3 separate regions of the Mus musculus genome follow, and regions 2 and 3 are each linked to region 1. The links are chromatin contacts, called in public promoter capture Hi-C maps. All regions are on one chromosome and are shown on one strand. Each heading gives the region's core, a stretch centred on a gene start, on an enhancer-like site or on the middle of the called end of the contact. The rest is flanking DNA. Distances are from core to core; before and after follow the strand shown. Region 1 holds the start of Nt5dc2 (5'-nucleotidase domain containing 2). Region 2 overlaps Gm35907 (a long non-coding RNA gene). Region 3 holds the start of Hacl1 (2-hydroxyacyl-CoA lyase 1).

Region 1 (3,195 bases), core at 140-2,639:
ATCCTAAGTAGGTTTCTCAGGCCACTCAGAGGGTCTACACTAGGGGCAGAACGTTGACTTCTTAAATAATCCTGGTCACCCTGCAATATTCCCAATCCTTAAGAGCAACCATTCTTGAGAGGTCTCAAGTAATCTGACTGCAGCACGTCAAGAGGTGAACTCTGGCCAGCGTCCAGCTCTCCTCACAGCTGGAGTGGAAACCCTAGTCCAGTCACAGCTGGAACCTCCCTGTCAGGGCTCCTCTGTCTTATCAGACAATGCAAGCCACCTCACCTCTGGGGCTTCCTGCAGAAGGTCCCCAGGCTCCTGCTTGGCCTTGTTCTTTCTGAGTCATCAACGAAATTCTGGGACAGAACACTGAGGGTCTTCAGAGGGTGTGAAGCCGAGGGCCACCCTGCTGGGCAGTGATAGGGGTCACAGCCCAGACCACATCTATCGGCTGAAGAGGCAGGGCCCCACCAGACCAATGGACAGATGTTCGGCGCTCAGATCTCCAGCCTCATCAGCCCATTCCAAGGGAATGATTAGGAGAGGGTTAAGTGCCTTGTGCAGTTCTATCTGAGATATAGCAACTCCCGAGGGATTGCAGGGGGGGGGGGGGGGCTACAGTAACTTTTCTGTTCCTCCGAGTGTTTAGAGTGCAGTAGACCGCCAGAGACAAGCCAAGAGGTGCCTGCAGTGTCCGTCTGGTGTCACCTTACGTCGTGCCATCTGTGAACACGGCTCAGTCAGTCTTTGTCCACACACTGCAACTAAGGGCCAGAGGAGAACGAGGGACTGGGAGGGGTTCTACCGCTACTGCCCGCAGATTGGACTCAGGAGCAAGACCATGGGGGCCGCGTGCGCAGCGGCCGCTCCAGGCATTCCAAGCTTCTGCCGCCAGAAGACAAAAAGCCCCACTCGCCCCAGGAGTAGCGGTGTCCTGCAGAGACACCTCCTAACAACCCGATGGAGCCTTTTCTAAAACGCCATTTAGCCCTCAGGTTTTGGGACCCCGGCGAGCCCCACCAAGCGTCCTTCACCCCGGTCGGTGCCCTGGCCGTCTGTTGGGCACCGTTCGTCTGACGACCTACGGCTCACTGCCCACCCGGCGTCACCCACCGTGCACCAGCCTCCGCATGTCCTGGTAACGAGCCCATAAGTGCGCGCTGAGGTCCGCGCCGTCTGCGGGCGCCGAGCGCGGGGTGCTGGGGCAGTGGGCTCCGGGACCCGGCGGGCCGCAGCCAGGGCAGGAGGGTGAGGACGAGGCGGCCCGCGGTCCGCTGTGGCCTCTGCACAGCAGCAAGCGCCTAGCTGTCGCCCGCAGTCCGGCACCCGCCATGCCCCCTGCGCGCTGCCCCGGCCGCCCTCCGCCCGTCCGCTGGCCCGCCTGCCCGCCGCTCTCCGACTGCCCGCCCGCCACCGTGGCCGCGTGCTTCTCAAGGCGGCCGGCCAATGGGGGAGGCGCGCGGAGCCCATCCGGCCAATGGACGCACCACTCGGCCCAGGGGGCGGGAGGTCTCCGGGACGGGGCGGAGCGGGCTCCGACCCCCGCCTCCTTGTCCCCTGCTCGGCTCAGGGGCTCTGCGCCCCCCTTTGGTCGTCTCGGTGGCGATGGCGGTACCTTTCCTCCCTTGAGCGGGAAGTCGCAGAGCCCCGGGTCTCCGCGAGATCCTGGACGGCCGAGGAGCAAGAGCGCTCGAGTGTACTGCTCTTCCTTTGCCCAAGGGTCTTTTTGCCCCTCCCCTGCTCTTCTGTCCTATTCTTTCCAGACCAGTTCTCCTGCCCCGGGGCCTCGTGCCCCTGCCCCAGTTTCTGACTGACTGCACGTTCCACTGGAGCTGAGGTCGCTAAGACAACAAGAGCTCTACTTGCTTTCAGTACCAGTCCCAAGCTGGCTAAGACCACTTGGCCTGATGGGCAGCTGACGCCTGCTGAGGCAGCATTTTCTTTGTATTGCCTGGTACCCAACCCAGGTGATCGACTTAAATGAGGAGCCTATCTACTGGGCATACGCTTCTGGCTGTGGGCCAGGATCACTGCAGCCACCAGGTTTTGGCGGCTGTAAAAGGATGGGCCAGACGGTGCAGGCCCCCAGTTGAATTGCCATGGTTTTTTTCAAGCGCTGTCTCAATGAAATTCTTTTCATTCCATCCACTTCTGTTTTCTTAGCTTGCAGGTGTACACTAGGAAAGGCTGGGCCCAATGTCCATTGTTGGTGGTGAGTTGCCCAACTGAACACACGTGGCTGTTGGGTTTAAGGTTGTGTGTAATGTGTACGTTTGTAGTTTGCCTGTACCTATGCTGAGGATCGGGTGTATCAGATTCTGGTCTGGGTAGTCATGGATGCCGAAGGGTGGGCTTATGGGTGGACCCTTGTAGGTCCATTGACCTAGGTGGGCTGTGAAGACCTGGCCACATGTGGATTCCTTCCAAGTGGATGACACTTTACAAGTTTCAGTCCTCAGATCCAAGAGAAATGGCACCAAGTGCCAGGCGTTCACTGTGTGTGGCTTCTCCAGTAGGTACCTCCAGGCAGGCTGCGCTTAGTCAGCTGTTTATGACCCCCCCCCCTCTTTCTCTGCCTTCATGGTTCCCTCACTGCCTCTATTCCTTCCCCAATAAACTCCTTTCATACCAGATTTGTTGCACAGCATAATTTCTCAGGGGCATACCTTGGCATGGGCCCACCAGGCCTCCTCGCTGCAATCTGTCATTTAATTCTGTTTTTTTTTTTTTTTTTTTTGATACAGGGTTTCTCTGTGTAGCCCTGGCTGTCCTGGAACTCACTCTGTAGACCAGGCTGGCCTCGAACTCAAGAGATACGCCTGCCTCTGCCTTCCAAGTGCTGGGATTAAAGACATATGCCACCACTGCCAGGCCATTTAATTCTTTTAGATTGTCAATTCTCACAGCATCATAGAAAGGCTCATCTTACAAGGGTGCCGATAGGGTTGTGGTTTGACAGCGAAGTCACTCTTTACCTTGATCCTCTTCTGTAACTATTGGTTGTGATGCTTAAAAACACTACAAGTTACCAGAATAACGGTAATTTCCCACTTATCATAGGTTTATATTATTTTAGCATGTTTGTTATAGACAGTTGTACTTTTTGCTGCGACGATAAAATTCAGCTTTCGAAAATGCATATCGAGTTATGTTTGTATTAGAATCCAAGTCAAACCAGTCACATCCAGAAATAAAAGGAAGGAGTGT
Region 2 (3,400 bases), core at 377-2,876, 330 kb before region 1:
TTAATAACTAGTTCTCTGAGAAAGAAAAACAAGTAGGTTTGACATATGGCATTGGGCAACTTCTGTGGCGTAAACACTCCCATCAGGGCCAGTTTTAAACTCTCAGCATGACCTCAGCCAGTTTGACAGGTCTGGCAGTAGGGTCCCTCAAGCAGGTGGGAGCCAGCTGCAGACATTCCACTGGTCCAGCTTGTCCATAAAGATGCACAATGTTAAATTGATTGCCTCGGGGTGGGGGAACCAGGGCCACCAGTTGCACCATCATTGCACCAACAATCCCCTATGTTTGTGACCAGGTCAGGACCAGCCAGCCACGGTGGGGCCACTTTTCTGCTCACAGTCCTGACAGGACTAGATTCAGATCAGGCCTGCTGCAGACAAGTGACAACCAGGGGGTGTGACCTCTTGGTTTTTCTGCAGGAGAGGGCAGGGGAAATCACTGCTCCCCCCAGTTGGCAGATACTGACTCCAGACAAGCTTGCCCTAGAGGACTGGGAGAGCAAGGAAGGCTTCCACCTAAAGTGTGCAGCGAAGGGTGGGTCTCCTGCATGCTGGCATGCTTAGCCTGCCTTCCTGTGTCCCATGGATCACACACACAGCCTTTCTTTACCCTCCCCCTTCTCTGAGCCAGGCCCTCCTCCTTCGAGCCTCCCATATCTTTCCAGTAAGTTCCTTTTTTTTTAGCTACCCACTCATGAATCCCACCAGTCCTTATGCACGGGAGCGTAACCCCTGGGCACAGGAACCCCAACAAGTCACGTCAACGATAGATGATGACCAGATTCATTCTCTAGGCTTAGAATGGGATTCTGGGAGCATGGACTCAGCAGCTCCTTCCAGGTTTACCCAGTATCTTTATTTTTTAGGGTACTGGGGATTGAACCCAGTTCGCCTTGCATGTGCATTTGTACCAATATGGTACACCCCAGATCCATGCCTGTCAACTCTTTGGGAGGTTTCAAAATACACACAGAATTTCTGGGAACAAACTGTTGTGCAGGCTGCTGCCTGTTGCCTCGTGCTGTCGGGAAAAGAGTGTTTCCTTCCCGTGGGCTCTGTCCTCCCTGCCCCATGGTTCTCCACCTTTGAGGAGCACTGTCTCCCCACACAGGGAAAAGCACAGTGAGAAGGTGGTAGCACACTGTGTGAGCTTGTCCATCCTCCATGTACTCACCTGTATCATAATTCAGCACCTAGTAGGACCATATCTTTCTGGGGACAAGAGCAGTGAAGCATAGACGTGGATGCCAGTAGCCCCATCTTTTACCTGGAGAAGGACAATGAGCAAAACGGTCCTAAACAAATGGAGGAGTGGTTTGGAGAAAGGGAGAAGCCAGGGAAGGGCATTCTGGGAAAATAACCCAGACCGAGGGAGAGCCAGCCATATGAGGAAGAGCAAACTTGTCAGTCAGAGGAAAAGCAGAGACAGAGATCTCCCGGGGAGATGGGCACGAGGCCGGGAGACTAGGTGCCCAATGTGGCTGCAGGGAAGTAAGGTGGAGGCCAGAATATCACACAGAGCTGGTGGGCACTGAGAACTTAGTATGTTTATGATGGACAGTGAACAGGAAGTGGTCAGCAGGAAGGGTCATCAGACAGGAAGTGGTCATCAGGAAGGGCCATCAGCTCTGACGGGGTCTAGTCCATTGTGGCTATAGGAGGGAGAATGGACTATCATGGACTAAGCATGGAGGCAGGAGCCTAGCTGGCAGGTGGGAGGGAGGCTAGAGATAGTGGCAGCACAGAGCCATCTGCTATGCAAGGCTGTGCTTGATCCTCCAGCCAGAAGCTGTCACTGCAACCCAGAAACTGTTTACTCCCCCAAAACCAAACTCTATAGATTTATTCTGAAACCGTAGTAATTATAGGGCAATTTCTCTTCACACCTTCCCTGCTAACCCATGATCACCCCCCCCCCCCGCAATTACCTTCTGTAATCTGTTCAACCCACCTACTCTGACACCACGTTCAAGCCATCTGCCACCCTTTTAAATATTACCAACTCCAATATTATGAATTTTTAACACTGATGTTTTTGAGACAAGATCTCTCTGTAGTCTATGCTGGCTCTGAGTGTGCTATATAGACCAAACTGATCTGGAACGCATCATCCTGCCTCCACCAGCAGGCTGGGATTACTGGCATGTTTCACCACAGCCAGCCCTCCCGACCTGATTTTATATATTACCAGATTAAAGGGATGAGATAGACTTCTGGAACTAAATTTCACATGTAAGTTATTTGATAATTTTATATAATGTAAACACCCTGCATCCTTTACTATTTCAGGAATGTATTCACTTGCCTGTTTATCTGTCTGTCCATCCCTCCATCCCTATGATCTGGTCCATTCTTTGGTGGATAGGAGCTGGAAAGCCTGAGGCAAATGGTACAGACTTTACCCTCCCCTGGGAGGCCCCTCTGCCAGCTTCATCATGGCTGGCTCTTTATTGGGGCCACCCCGTTACTTCTCACAGCTTCCTAGAAGGCTGATGTGATCACTCCTGTTTTTAATGGATGAGTGTATTGAGAAAGGAATGGTTTCCCTTTGGGTATAATACACAGTGGCGCACAGAAGAGCTAGGACTGAAGTCCACCCTGCTCAACTCAGAACTCCATGCTCAGGCCTAGGGAGGCAGCTTGGTGGTGGAGCACTTGCCGAGCATGTCCAGGGCCTTGGATTCAGTTTCTTGAAATGCAGTCAATTTCATTCATTCATTCATTAAAATAAAATTTAAATAAACATTTCAAAACAGGTGTAGTGGTACATATCTGTGGTTGCAGCATTTGTGAGGTAGAGGCAGGAGGATCAAGATTGTTTATGGCCAGGCTGGAGTGATAGCTCAGCAGTTATGAGCACTTTGTTGCTCTTCCAGAGGACCCAGGTGCAGTTCCCAGCATCCACACGAAGCCTTACAATCATCTGGAGCTCCAGGCCGAGAGGATCTGACGCCCCCTCCTGGCCTCTATGGGCATTGCACACATAAGGTTTACATACATGCTGGCAAAACACCCAAACACATGCACACACAATACACACACACCCCAAAATAAAACAAAAAAAAACCAAACTTTGCCAGGGATAGTGGTGTCAACCTCTGCAGAACAGCGGTGAATAGGTTCTGTGGGTCTCAGTCAGCCAGAAGTCTTACAGTTCTTAGAAGAGAAACAAGGGTGGCCTTCAGGGCAGATAGCTGAGGTCCTGCTACTGTGGCAGTGCCAGGTGCCAGTGCCAGCGGTAGGGGCGGTGGCAGTGCCAGCAACATCAAGGGGGTGGCAGCAACATCTAAGGGTGGCAGCGTCGTGAGTTTGGCCTGCCAGGCAGGTCTAAGGTCCAGCTTTGGGAGGGAGATCTCTTCCCCAAGTGTTACAGTTCAGTAGAACAGCCACTCTCAGACAA
Region 3 (3,335 bases), core at 289-2,788, 510 kb before region 1:
CCCTGCCGTCTGATTTTTAAGAAAGTTAAAATTTAGGGCCTGAGATATAATTCGGTGGTAGAGTGCTTGACTAATATGTGCAAAGTCCTAGGGTCAGTCACTAGTATTGCTTTTATGACTTATTCTTTCTTTGAGTAATTAAAAGACATGGTCTCTCTACATAGCCCTGGCTATCCTGAAACTCACTAGGTAGCCCAGGCTGGTCTCAGACTCGCAGAAGTCGACATGCTCCTGCCTCCAAGTGCTGGGATTACAGATGTGAGCCACCACATCTGGCGCTACGATGCCAAATCTCACCAAAATAACAAATAACATTTTAAGCATACTGCCAACAAAAATAACAGGGAGTATGATTAACATATTCCAAGTCCACACAGAGTGCTCTGTATAAATTACAGCGCCTGGGATCCTTACACTGAAGTTGGATGGAACAGCAGTGACTTTGCACTTGGAAGACAGTCACGTCACTTCTGCTTAATCTCTACAGGCAAGGGAAGCAAGGCCCGCTGTACCTTGAACTGCTAGGCGAAGGCAATAACCAGCTCAATGAGTTTTCTCTTTGCCAAATGGCAAAAATGGCCAGTTGAAGACTGATCCTTAATAAATATAAACCAACCAACCAACCAACCAACAAACAAACAAACAAAAGCCCATTCGATCTGAATCACAGTGATTTGTTCCCATCAGGGTCCAGTTTGCCCTTCATAAAGTGTTCTGCCAGTAATTCTGAGAAAGCAATCGGTGTTAAGGGGCCAAGAATCCACTAATGTCTACAAAGCACGCGATGCCAGGGGTCAAGCAGGCTAATCCATGAACCAGTAAGTAGAAAACCAACACTATTACTTTGGTAAAAGTTAAGCAATCATACATTAATTATTAAGCAATGGCTCTAACAGACCTTAGTGATACCCAACTGGAACAAAATAAGTAAATATAAACCAGGCAGAGGGCAGGAGCAGCTACGGTGTTAATAAGTTTATCTCTTGAGCAATTTTGGTGTCATCTCTGATTAAGAATACACCTCTGCTCACAGACTTCTGGAACGTGCACATGATGTGGGGTGCAAAACCACAGAGTTATAAAATCAGAGGGCACAGGAGCACGACACTGTACCCAAAAGCCTGTTTTTTTTCCAACTTTACACTCTCCAAGTTACCCGCGTCCCAGCAGCCTTTGCGTAGCTTGCCTCCAATCAGCGGGAAGCCCCGGCGAGGGCGGGGAGGCGCGGTGGGGCCACGCCCCCTCCTCGCCTGGTCTCTGCAGTCACCCTCCAGATGTGCCATCCCCTCCATACCGGACTGAGCTGTATCGCTACCCTAGTGGAGGACAAAACCAAGGCGAGCATCCTCAGAGATTGGGTTTCTTACCTGCTTCGCATAGGACGCGGCCTCCGGCTCGTCCCGCCTCCTGCTGATGGCGGAGTCCGGAAAAGACTGACTGGAGAATGGGCGTGCTTACATGATCGCCTCACCAAGGACTGACTTCTTGTCCCGCCCCTTCTCCCCTTTGCTTAAATCCGTTGGGCTGCCCTCCTGTCTGTCAGAAGCGGGTGTCACCAACAACAACTCTTAGGCTAGTGAAGCTGTGAGCTGCGAGAGTGCCTTGAAGTAACTTTAGGTGGAAGATGCCAGAAAGTAACTCCGCAGAGGGTAGCGACAGAAGCGAGGAGCAGGTGTCTGGTGCTAAAGTCATCGCCCAGGCTCTAAAAACTCAAGTACGATGGATCCCTCGGGTGTGAAAGGCTCTACAGAAGCAGACGGGGACCTCGCGTTGTCCTAGAGACGGAGGGCAAGGAGGCGGGGGCGGGGGTCCTGTAGGTCTTTCCTTTGGACCCCCCGGGAGGGCAAGAAGGCTGGGTCACCTGATGATAGTTGTTTGTTGCCCCTTTTCCCTCCTACCCTCAGGATGTGGAGTACATGTTCGGTGTCGTAGGCATCCCCGTGACCGAAATCGCCCTTGCTGCCCAGGAACTGGGCATCAAGTACATTGGGATGCGGAATGAGCAAGCGGTGAGTCTTGACACAGGGACCAAATGGCAGCCATTCGATGCACACAGCGTCCCATCGTTTCTAAAGCATTGCACGTACCACTGTTAATCCTCCTTGACAGGAAAATGAGAAGAGAGAGACTAAGTTAAACTTGCCCAACGCGAGTCATTTGGTAGTGGCATTTGAACTCAGGTATTCTGAGTTTGGAGCTATGCTTATACCTTTCTACCGTAGTGTACTCTGCCACATCCAAATATCAGAATCGAAAGGGGTAGTCTTACTTCACTACTAGACTGTTAGTTCTAGCAGAGAAGGCATATTGATTCATCGCTAGGTAAGTGTATTGCCAGCATCTGATGTAGTTCCTGTACATGACAGGTGTCAGAGAGTGATTAGTGATTGAAGGCCAGGACTCATGCAACATAAAGTGGAAGACATTATAGACGGCAGTGCCGTCATTGGAACTCAGGGCTCTCAAACCCCAGTTTGGTGCTTTCCCTCAGCATTATGCCTCCCTCCTTTGGGGTCTTACCTGGGAGAGGGAAAACCAAAGGACATTTTATGAACCCACTTAAAGTATTTTCTCTGGCAGCCCAGGATTACCCTCTCTTAGCAATCCAGGCAAAAATATCAAGTATCTGGTGCAGATGAAGTGGTTCAGTGAAGTTCTACAAAGCCACGTAACCTCATAACCTGAGTGTAATCTCCAGGGCCTGTATGGAAAAATGAAGGCGGTTTCTGATTTATGATTCATGTTGTCCTTGGACCTACACACACACACACAGGCTGAGTTAAATTGTTTTGGACCTACACACACACACAGACAGGCGCTCTCTCTCTCTGTCTCTCTGTCTCTCTGTCTCTCTGTCTCTCTGTCTCTCTCTCTCTCTCTCTCTCACACACACACACACACACACACACAAATAATTTAAAAGATTAAGAATTGGGGCTGAAGACTTAGCTCAGCAGTTCATAGTACTTGTTGCTCTTTCAGAGACCAGGATTTGATTTCTGGCATCCACGTGGTGGCTCCCGACCTCCCATAACTCTGGTTCCAAAGGATCTAACGATTTCTTCTGACCTTCATGGGTGGCACACACGATTCACACCCCCCCCCCACACACACACAGCTGTCCCTTCTGCTGCCGTCACTGCTGTCCTGATCCACGCTCTTGACCCCTTTTCTCTGCCATCCGATGTGAGTTCCATTGGGTGTGGCTCATTTGCTTTCAAATCCCCACAGTACTGACTTGACTTGAGGTCTCTATGTAATCTAGGTGTGTACTACACTATTTGCTAATTGAAAGACCTTTATCAATAAGGCTTGAAAGTTATAGGGAGTGTTTT

What was found. Promoter capture Hi-C pulls out the DNA fragments that hold promoters and counts their contacts.
Region 2: a promoter capture Hi-C map of hippocampal neurons shows a contact between it and region 1, with 1.8 times the contacts expected there. The contact joins the enhancer-like site here to the promoter of Nt5dc2 in region 1. A contact is called at or near these places in 12 of 39 promoter capture datasets (the 3T3-L1 cell line, 3T3-L1-derived adipocytes, the C10 cell line and 7 more), 1 of 15 datasets of contacts at CTCF or cohesin (large pre-B cells), 1 of 484 Hi-C or Micro-C datasets (cerebellar granule neurons), 4 of 115 datasets of contacts at active chromatin or transcription factors (embryonic stem cells and large pre-B cells) and 3 of 9 other capture datasets (adipose tissue, embryonic stem cells and liver).
Region 3: a contact with region 1 is called in a promoter capture Hi-C map of pre-B cells, with 2.3 times the contacts expected there. The contact joins the promoter of Hacl1 here to the promoter of Nt5dc2 in region 1. A contact is called at or near these places in 6 of 39 promoter capture datasets (the C10 cell line, erythroid cells, hematopoietic stem and progenitor cells and 3 more), 1 of 484 Hi-C or Micro-C datasets (CD4 T cells) and 1 of 115 datasets of contacts at active chromatin or transcription factors (double positive thymocytes).

The regions. Positions count from the first base shown.
Region 1 is chr14:31,129,283-31,132,477 of GRCm38.p6, reverse strand. Nt5dc2 (5'-nucleotidase domain containing 2) reads right to left here and starts at 1,389. Exons shown (of 14, transcript NM_001374087.1): 1 at 1,102-1,389. The coding sequence starts at 1,321.
Region 2 is chr14:31,454,922-31,458,321 of GRCm38.p6, reverse strand. It overlaps Gm35907 (a long non-coding RNA gene), which reads right to left. Exons shown (of 4, transcript XR_383329.4): 2 at 1,175-1,267. Among named protein-coding and RNA genes, the nearest start is that of Sh3bp5, 21 kb to the right of the region's middle. Within about 2 kb of position 1,626, at least 4 of the 459 cell types and tissues checked have an H3K27ac peak or open chromatin away from gene starts, as enhancers often do. A contact at or near this core is called in hippocampal neurons, where this site is marked.
Region 3 is chr14:31,639,168-31,642,502 of GRCm38.p6, reverse strand. Hacl1 (2-hydroxyacyl-CoA lyase 1) reads left to right here and starts at 1,538. Exons shown (of 17, transcript NM_019975.3): 1 at 1,538-1,714; 2 at 1,905-2,009. The coding sequence starts at 1,625. Btd (biotinidase) reads right to left here and starts at 1,446. Exons shown (of 4, transcript NM_025295.4): 1 at 1,368-1,446. The coding sequence starts at 1,378.